Regions from separate parts of the Oryctolagus cuniculus genome. Here region 2 is linked to region 1. A link is a contact called in public Hi-C data. All regions are on one chromosome and are shown on one strand. Each heading gives the region's core, a stretch centred on a gene start, on an enhancer-like site or on the middle of the called end of the contact. The rest is flanking DNA. Distances are from core to core; before and after follow the strand shown. Region 1 overlaps TCF4 (transcription factor 4). Region 2 has its middle 140 kb from the start of CCDC68.

Evidence for each region. A called contact is a pair of places that touch in the nucleus more often than the background predicts.
Region 2: a contact with region 1 is called in a Hi-C map of an unstated tissue, with 2.0 times the contacts expected there. The contact joins two enhancer-like sites. A contact is called at or near these places in 2 of 6 Hi-C or Micro-C datasets (psoas muscle and an unstated tissue).

The regions. Positions count from the first base shown.
Region 1 is chr10:22,907,122-22,911,804 of mOryCun1.1, forward strand. All of the region lies in intron 5 of TCF4 (transcription factor 4), which reads left to right. Among named protein-coding and RNA genes, the nearest start is that of TCF4, 210 kb to the left of the region's middle. Within about 2 kb of position 2,955, at least 3 of the 8 cell types and tissues checked have an H3K27ac peak or open chromatin away from gene starts, as enhancers often do.
Region 2 is chr10:23,195,789-23,200,345 of mOryCun1.1, forward strand. No RefSeq gene overlaps it. Among named protein-coding and RNA genes, the nearest start is that of CCDC68, 140 kb to the right of the region's middle. Within about 2 kb of position 3,008, at least 2 of the 8 cell types and tissues checked have an H3K27ac peak or open chromatin away from gene starts, as enhancers often do.

The DNA.
Region 1 (4,683 bases), core at 1,705-4,204:
ACGTGGAAAGTGTACATGGTAGGAATCTCTGTTTTGTGCAATTTGAGAATAGAACAGAACGTAGTGTGTCTTTTGGTGAATCAGTTTCCTTGTGCCGTGTTCTTTGAGTCCCTGTCTCAACCCCAGCTATGCAGACCAAAGAGGCGCGGTCTGGTCTCTGTATCTTGGGCTTGGAGTCTAAATAGCAGATCACAGCTGAAATGCTTCCCCACTGTGTGACCTGGTGAGTGACTCTGGGAAGGGCAAGCTTTTGTTTTCTCCTGTTTACTACATTACCGAGATGCTGGAGAGTAAACCTCTAGCTGAGGTGCCCCGAGGAGTTCCAAAAGCTGCTTTATCATGTTGTAATGATGTGTCCTGTGGACTGAAAGGGAGGAGCAGTGTGAGATGGGAACAGGCTTGTTCCAGTCCCAGTAGCCTTTTATCTGGTGTGGAGAACTGGTGGTGTTAAGCAACAGGTAGTACAGTGCTGCCCCTGGGGAGTAAATCATTATTGCAAGATGTATGTTGTTTCAAAAATACATCAGGTTAAACATTGTGTGTGTATGTGTGTGTGTGTGTGTGTGTGTGTGTAAAATCTCCTTTATGTTTATCTTAAGGATTTAATGCTAACAGCGATACACATTTTTTAAATCAATGTTTTAGCAGAAAAAAAGCAAAAATTAGGGAGATCTTTATTATCTGTTCTTTTCATTAAAAAATAGTAAATGGAAAAAATAAATTCATTAGTGCATTCCCATGTGAAATTAATCAGAAGTAAAGATGTTGACTTTCTGGGACTTTAGAAATTATATAGAAAATGAACTTAAAGGCAAATAAAATTGGCCTAATGGACTTTCTTTTTGTTTTCGCTAAACATGGGAAAACTAATTTAAACAAAATTAGGGTATGAAAGTCACACACTGGCTCAAAATGTTTCTGCCACATTGCAGCCTTATACTACTTTTACTGGCTGAGAAAATAAATTTTGTAATGGAAAGTCTGACAGAAATGAAAATCATAGAAATAAACTTTTTTGCAAGATGGTTTTACCCCAGTCTTATCATAGCCAATGGCTAATATCTATAATGAATACCGTTGCAAATGGCAGAGTGAAAAAATATCATTTGCTTTTGGCCGCTTTAGCTGCTTTGAATGTTCATTGATTTGCAAACTTTTAATTTTGCTGAAATCCACTGTTTTTCAATGAAACGATGATGTCAACACAAATGATCGTTATTTGGGCCAAAGAGTCCCCTTTAAATGGATGGGAAGTTCAACATTGATTATCAGGAATGGTTTGTCTTCCTTTTCAGGAATGTAGCCTGACTCTCAAACCATGGTTTCATTATTAATCTCTTCTGGGCAGGATAGATTGTGTGTGTGTGTGTGCGTGTGTGTGCGCGCGCACGCGTGTGTGTGTTTGCGTGTGTGTGTGTGTATGGGGGGGAGGGAGAGAGAGAAAAAAAAAAATGGGAGAGAGAGAAAGTGGGAGAGTGGGAGAGAGAGAGAGATTGATGTCCAGAAAGCAGGGTCCTACCTGAGACCAGTCAAGTTAGAATTTCATGAGTTGGGCCTCTTATGATGTTCTGCTTTTCTGAGGTTCTAGTAATTTATTCTCATGTACAACAACTAGGTTTGATCATTTCCTAGAATCGTCTGTAAAAATACCCTGTAATTTAACCACTGTGTTAAACTCTGGCATTATTACTGACCTTGAAAAAGCTTTTAGACTTCTTGCCTTAATTTGATTATTCAAGGCATGGAAACATATCACAGATGATTTTCATTTAAAGAGCAGTACAAATTAATAATATATTGAAAATCAGTGAGATACTTTGAAATCTTTATACAAAATTCCACAACGGAATGTCCCAGTCCATATCTTGTTTTCGGTGGTGAAGGCCAAGGCTTTAACCTCATATGAATCCTTTTTTCTTTCTCAGAAAGTAATCAAATAGAACTATGCTGTTCCAAGTTATTTGCTGTTCAGATCTTAAAACTGATCAGTAGGATTTAAGAATTAGTCCTAATCTAGGAAAATATTGTTAAATTCCAGAAACTTTGAAGCTGAGGAAACGGGTCTTCTCCATTGTAACTTGCTTGGCTCCTGAGTCTTCTCATTTTTGAGTCATTGAAGTTAAACATGTAGTTGATTCTGAAATGAATCGCATTATGAAGAATTGATTTTTTTTCCTTTTAATCATTTTCGATACAAAAGGTATTGCCAATGACTTCATTGTAAAACTCTTGCCTCTTTCAGGTTTTCATTTCTAAAGTCAAAATTGAAAGGATATAAGCAAAAAAAGAGGGCATATAATCCCTTTGTGTATTATGAAAATGACGATATGAGGCTTGTGTAAACAGAAATACATATTGCTTTTTAATTCGATATTATGCTTAAATGTTTGTTTTTTGGGTTCAGTAATTCAGTCCAGGTCCTGTGCGTTTTTTCCTAAGATCCACTCCAACACAGGGTCCCTGCTGTGTATGGCCAAATCATTCCGTGTTTTCTCTCTGGTGTTTTTTCGGATTTGCTCTTATTCATGTGCGTGTTGAACACTGGTTTCCACCAGGATTCTGTATAGTCCTGGAGGTCAGAGGTCTTGTCTGCTCTATCTTGCTTAGTGTACCATGCGCCTCGCGGGCAAGAACTATAATGACCTAATGCTTACTAGGGGACTTCAAAAAGTTTGTGGAAAGTGGAATTAACATTTAAGTTCATTTTGGTACAGGCAAGAAAAAAAGGTGACACTCGTGCATGATTTTTTTCCTAATACTCATTTTCTATGAACCTCTGGAAGACCTCTCATGCTTACCCAGTATCACTTTTAGAAAACGTTTTGAAGGCATAAGTCTGAGTAGCAATGTGTGTGTACCATATCGTGAGCATCTTTTTTATGCACGTGAAAACCAGAAAGCCGTATTATCTCGGAGGAAGTCCTTTGGAAGCCTGTGCTTTTAAAGTGCCGTGCAGACCCTGGAAGCATGAAGAGGTCATACTGTGGAGAGGAACTCACTTGGACTTTCCTGGGCTTGGTAGTTACTTACCTGGTAGCTTTCTCGCCCTGGGCCCAGGCAAGCTTAAAGTGGGAATCAGGAAGTTCTGTGTTTCTGGTGGGCGCGTTATTGGAACCTAAGATCGGAATCCCAGTCTGATCCTTTAAACGTACCAGTGGTGGGCAGGGCGTTGGCCGTCCCGCCGGCTTCAGACCTCGCAGGGCCCAAGTTTGCAGCATGTGTGCCATCACGCTGCTCCTTGAGCTCGCTTTTTTTCGGGCCTCAACTCACCCTTTCTGGGAGGTCGCTCTGGGTGTCCCCCGTCTCAACAGCCACCAGTGCTTCCCAAAGGAGAGAAGGGATTCATTCTCTCATCGCATCGGTGAATAAATATTTATTGACAGTTTAGGTGTGTGTGAGATGCACACCGGGAGCTATTGCAGAGGAAACTCAAGCCACATTCGAATTTGAAAACAATTTTCTTTTTAGTCGTATATAGTAAAATGTTTCAAACACCCCAAAAAAAGTTAAAAAATGATAAAACAAAATGCTGTGTACCTCCCATTTAGTAAGGTAGTTATTAATATTTGCTGTATTTACTTTGTGTCTAGAATATATGTAGGTATATATATGTTTCAGAAAGCCATTTTTCACTGACAGATCTAATAAGATTTTGCGCCTAGGTTTTTCAATATGCATCTCTTAAAAATTAGACACTTGTCTATTTAATTAAAATATTATTCTCACACCTAAAGAAATTGCTAATAATTTCTTAATTAGTCCATATTCAAATTGTTTCAGTTGTTCCCATGAAAATGTCTTCAATGATAAAAAAATATCTTTATGCATGACATTGGGTTTGTGTATCTCTTCATACTTTTTTTTTAAACTAAAACAATTCTTCTGCCTTTTTTTTTTAAATGATGGTGTCTTTAAAGAGATCAGCCTAGTCACCTTACAGAATATTCCCTTTTGTAGAATTGTTGAGTTATTTCTTGGTAGGATTCTTTTCATTGGTTCTGTACGTTTTTTGCTAACATTAAAAATTATATCCAAAGATATGTTCAGCTTCAGCTTAAAATTTTTTTGACTAGAGGACTTTGTAGATGGTACTGAATTCTTTATTCCACTAGGATGTTAACTTAGGCAATATTGGTCATGCTAATGTTAATCAGTTGGAAAGTGTTCTGTGACCCCCACATGCCCCAAAACCTTCCCCCCTTTTCAGTTAGCAAATAATCTTTGTGTTGATACTTTGGCATTGGGCAAATACCCCTTTCCCCAACAGCCTTTGGCCTGATAGTTTTTACTCACATTGATGATCCTTTTGCTAATCTATAGGTTGCAATCTGGTGATTTTTTGAAAAAAAAAAAAAAATCTGTATATTTGTAGCAGTCATTCTTCTGTAATGATGTGCTTTCTTTTATTGTTCATTTTAACGCTCTCAATTTGAGTGCTCCATACGTATACTAATACAGTGTCAGTAGTCCTTATTCTTGATATGTTCCCTTGTTTGGAGAATGCTGGAAGCATTAAAGCATTTTTCAAATCACATCAGGGATATTGATAAAAATGTCTGTGGTTCAAGATGAGCGTCAAAAAAGCTTTAACTTTGGGTAGAAGAAGGTAATTGTAGATAACTCCAGTATTCTTCTGCTGAAATTTGGAGTCCTGTGATAATCTCTGTGCGCCTGGCTGTTTTG
Region 2 (4,557 bases), core at 1,758-4,257, 290 kb after region 1:
AAGCATGTATGCTGTAAGGTGGTGGAAATGGGGAACACGGAGAGAGAGAAAAGAATGACAAGGGCAAGTGATAGAGGATTTCTCTGCAGCCACATGTCCTCATTTGGAAGGGCAGGGCAAGAGAGAGGTGTCAAGAACACCTTTGGTCAGTAGACCCCTTTGAGAACCCCTTCCCATCTCTGTCTGCAGCACAAGCACAGCTCTTCTTTAGTGCTCATTCCTCAGTTCTCCGGGTTCAAACAAACCTTACCTTCTCCACTGTCCCACACATGTTTATCACTCAGGAAATAGTACCTATTATTATTGAAGTTATTGTATGATTTTTTTTTTTTTTGACAGGCAGAGTGGACAGTGAGAGAGAGAGAGACAGAGAGAAAGGTTTTCCTTTTGCCGTTGGTTCACCCTCCGTTGGCCGCTGCGGCCTGGCCGGCGTACCACGCTGATCCGATGGCAGGAGCCAGGTACTTCTCCTGGTCTCCCATGGGGTGCAGGGCCCAAGCACTTGGGCCATCCTCCACTGCACTCCCGGGCCACAGCAGAGAGCTGGCCTGGAAGAGGGGCAACCGGGACAGAATCTGGTGCCCCAACTGGGACTAGAACCCGGTGTGCCGGTGCCGCAAGGCGGAGGATTAGCCTAGTGAGCCGCGGCGTCGGCCCTGTATGAAGTTTTATTATTTTTATTGTTCAAGTGACCAAAAAGAAAAAGAAGAAAGAAATCAGCCAACCAGCCCTATACTAATTACTGAAGGGATAAAACTATATACCATAGCTCCTGCTTTGAAGATCTTAGATTCCAATTAAGGAAACAAGACAAACATATGGAAACAGTTATGTTAAAATTAAAGATTTAAATAACAGTTCAAGGTAACAATAGAAAGAAAATCATAAGGCGGCACATGATTAATTACCAGCTGAAGTATATAGAATTCACTCCTATTGGAATTCAGGAAGAGACCATCATTGTGAGCGAGGTGACTGGGGAACATATTGTGAAGCAAATGAGAAGGATTTGGAGAGGAGAGGAAAGCAAGGGCGTTCCAGGTGGATGGAATGGCATGAGTAAAAATAAGAAGGCGAGACAGGTGTTTTGGGGGAACAATGAGTTAACCAGTTTGGAGAGTGGGTTTTTGGAGGCGAGTAGTCTGAGACGAGGTAAATGGTAAGTCAGACAGCCATGTGAGAACAGGTTGAGTTTAATTATCTAACCTGTGCTCAGTCCCTGAGGCAGATGGCTTGCCAACCAACTTGCATGAATTACCCTCTATTAGAATTTTTAAAAAGGGGTAAGTTCCAGGTTGATTCACTGAACATCTTGGGCTCACATTCGGTGCGTGTCTTTTAATAGCAAGTGGTGGCAAATGGCAGCGGTACCTGTGCTTTGTCTCCATAGCAGCCAACTCCGAAAAGCCTTGATGGCATCCAGCTGAAAGACACTGAACTGTTGTCACCACCCGCTCTCCCCACCTGAAAATGAAGAGGCAGGAATGAGAAGAAAACACGGCTGTTGCCTCAGGAATCTGTTGGACTAGGGAGATGAGTATCCCAGGCACCGAGAGACCCCTGCCCCCCTAGAGTTGCAAGGAGGAGTTAGCGCATCGAATCCTCAAGCACCCAGGGAGGACACTGAGCCCATTTTCTTCATTCTGTTGACTCAGATCAGCAGAGGAACTGGAACCAGGGAGAAGGGTTATAGAACCTTCAGAGAAGGCTTAAAGAAATCCCTCAGCAGATGTCTTTTTTCCTGTTACTTAATCTCTCTAAAATACTGTCTGCACATCTATTAAATAGGGATAAATGTATTACTGTACCCAGAGTGTTGTTCTGAAAGGTCAATGAGTCCATTAATGTAAAAAGGTTTGCAAAGTGACTTGGAGAGTTCTCAGTAACTGTTAGGACCTGCCATTGTTGCTGCTGTTCTATTCCTCCCAGCCTGTCTATATCCTTGATTACCACAAGGCACAAGAAAAGGAAGTGGATGGTAAGATCATTGCTTTCCCTTGGATTGTGATCATTTTGAAAGGCTTAGAATGACCCAAGGAAGAAGATGAATATACTCGTGGGCAATGTGGATGTAAATTCACTTATGCCTTTGGAGTGACAAGGGGCAACTGTGGTACCCAGAGTGGTTGGCCAGCAAGCAGGAGGCCCAGGCCCTTGAAATGGACCAAGACTTCTTGGAGTAGGGAAGGCATGCAGTGGCCAACAGCACCCCCATTCCACAGAATTGGGCCTCACTTCTGCACTGGACTGGCATCCCAGCCTTGTCGGCAGCCTAAATCACGGACAGGAGAGTACCATGAAGACAATAGGGACATCTTCTTCTAATTATTATTCTTTGGAGTATGGTCATGACTCCTGTTTAATATATTCTGACTGACAACAATGTGCTAAGTGCTCTGTCGACCACAGAATTAAACATGACTGTTGGCTATTTGTGCAAGGGGCTGAAATCTTCATTTTACAGACACAGGAAAGGAAGGCTCTGAAGTCACGAGGGGGAAAGAACAAGATGGCAGCTCCTCCATCTAGGACTTGATGTCCTTACCTCAGGCTCCATCCAGAAGGTCCTAACTGCATTGATCCCAAAGACATTGATTTCTGACACCTCAAGGAAGTATTTTCAAAATGAGTAGGCACTGAGAAAGTATCTGAAAGAGCTAAAGAATTCATTTGTTTCGGACATCCAGGAGAGTCAGGTAGGCTGCAGGGATAAGGGAGCTTACAAAGTAAGACCACTAACGGCTGGGACTATGGCATTGCCGTTTTGCCAATTAGCCAGTGGCTTAGAAGGTCATTGGTAGACCTGAGGCAGCCTGGGCTTTGGCCAGCATTTTTGGCACCCCAAATTAGCAACAAGTGTCATCAAATATACGAACTGGGAGGAATTCCAGGGGAACAAAATCATTGCTCTCCAAATAGATGGAGAGAGGATGTAGTAAGGGGTCAGAAGTGGAGAGGACAGGCACAGGAAACCTTTGTGGTGTCATTTCTGTCCCAGAACAGGATACCGGAAGGAGAGAGGTCAAAGCAACGGGAAGTCTAGCAACACAGTACAAAACGTTATCAAGCCTGATTGGATTTTAATTGTCTCATGCTTTAGGGCAAGTACTGTGTGATCACTTAGCCACGGAGTCTCTATTGTGTTATGTTTTCAAAAGTTTATTTTTAATTTAAAGTCAATCAATGAAAGGTTGAACAAACAAAGGTAGAAGTCTGGGGGAGGGAAGTTGAGGAAGAGCGTGTCAATGATCCAAAAAACTACAAAAATGCTGGCTGACTTTTGTGTAGGTCTCTCACAAGCTATATTTTCCACTGGACATCTGGGTTATAATTCAGAACACCAGTTTCTGGCTTTAGGCCCTACTCAGATCTCTGTCTCCAGTCATTACCAAGTCATTTTCCCTACAGAGAGCTAATCTGATAAACTCTATCTGCCACTGTGGTGGTCCATACACAGTCATGTACCACAGAGTGACATTTCGGTCAGTGACAGAGCTCATATATGACAACGGTTCCATATGATTACATTATCTAGTGACATCATAGTTGTCTTAGTTGGTATAAGTACACGCTGATGTTTGCATAATAACAAAATTGCCCAAAGACCCATTTCTCAGAACATATCCTTGTGTTTAGTGATATGTCCAAAAAGAGTAGGAACACCTATATCTCCTGGGCTGCCTGCAGTTCCACGCCTCCCTACAATTCCTGATGCTTTGGCTGCTGATTAGCATTATGAAAATAACTCTTCAATTAGGCCACTCTCTTCTAGAGCCTGAAGGAAAATTGGTGGCATTACTCCCTCAAATCCAGTAAGAAATTATGGAATGACATATCCCTTCAGAAAATGAATTTCCCATGGAGAAGTTCAGTCTATATCCACTAAGAGAAGGAGCATATATAATGACACACAGAGTCACATGTTTCCAAATGTGACAGAGTAAGGTGTTGGATGTTATAGTTCATGAATCTGCCTTAGGCTAGGAGAGCTCTCAGCGTCTAAAAGCATTCTCTTAGGGTGAATCAGCATTGGGTCCAAATTCCTCCAAGTAGCTCCCAAATGCAACCAGAAGTCTGTAGCAACCTACATAGGGCCCAGGGTATATTCCTCTATTGGCCTGATATGGATTTTCCTGTCCTCACATTTTTCCATCACTTAAGCACTATATTAAGACTGGGATAACATATTGCTGAGAGCTGGCATGAAGCAAGATGGGAAATGATGGGCTATCTCAAGTAGATGATACTCCTACACCCTCCTACAGGAAAACAGGTCTAGCCACTCATCCCCATACATATAACTTGGTCATTTTCTGAGTATAAGGAGTGTAAGGGTGGCCAGACTACCTGTGGAAAACACAGCCATTGTAGCCCTAACTCTCAGATTGGAGTGATGACAAAGATTTGAAATGGGAAGATATTACGCATTCATTCATACAATAAATACCTCTTGGGTACACATGTGGGCAAGGCACTCTGCTAGATGCTGGGGAAACAAGAGTAAACAAGGCAGACATTTCTCAGCCCCCATTCATAAAATGCAACAAGTCAATAGAA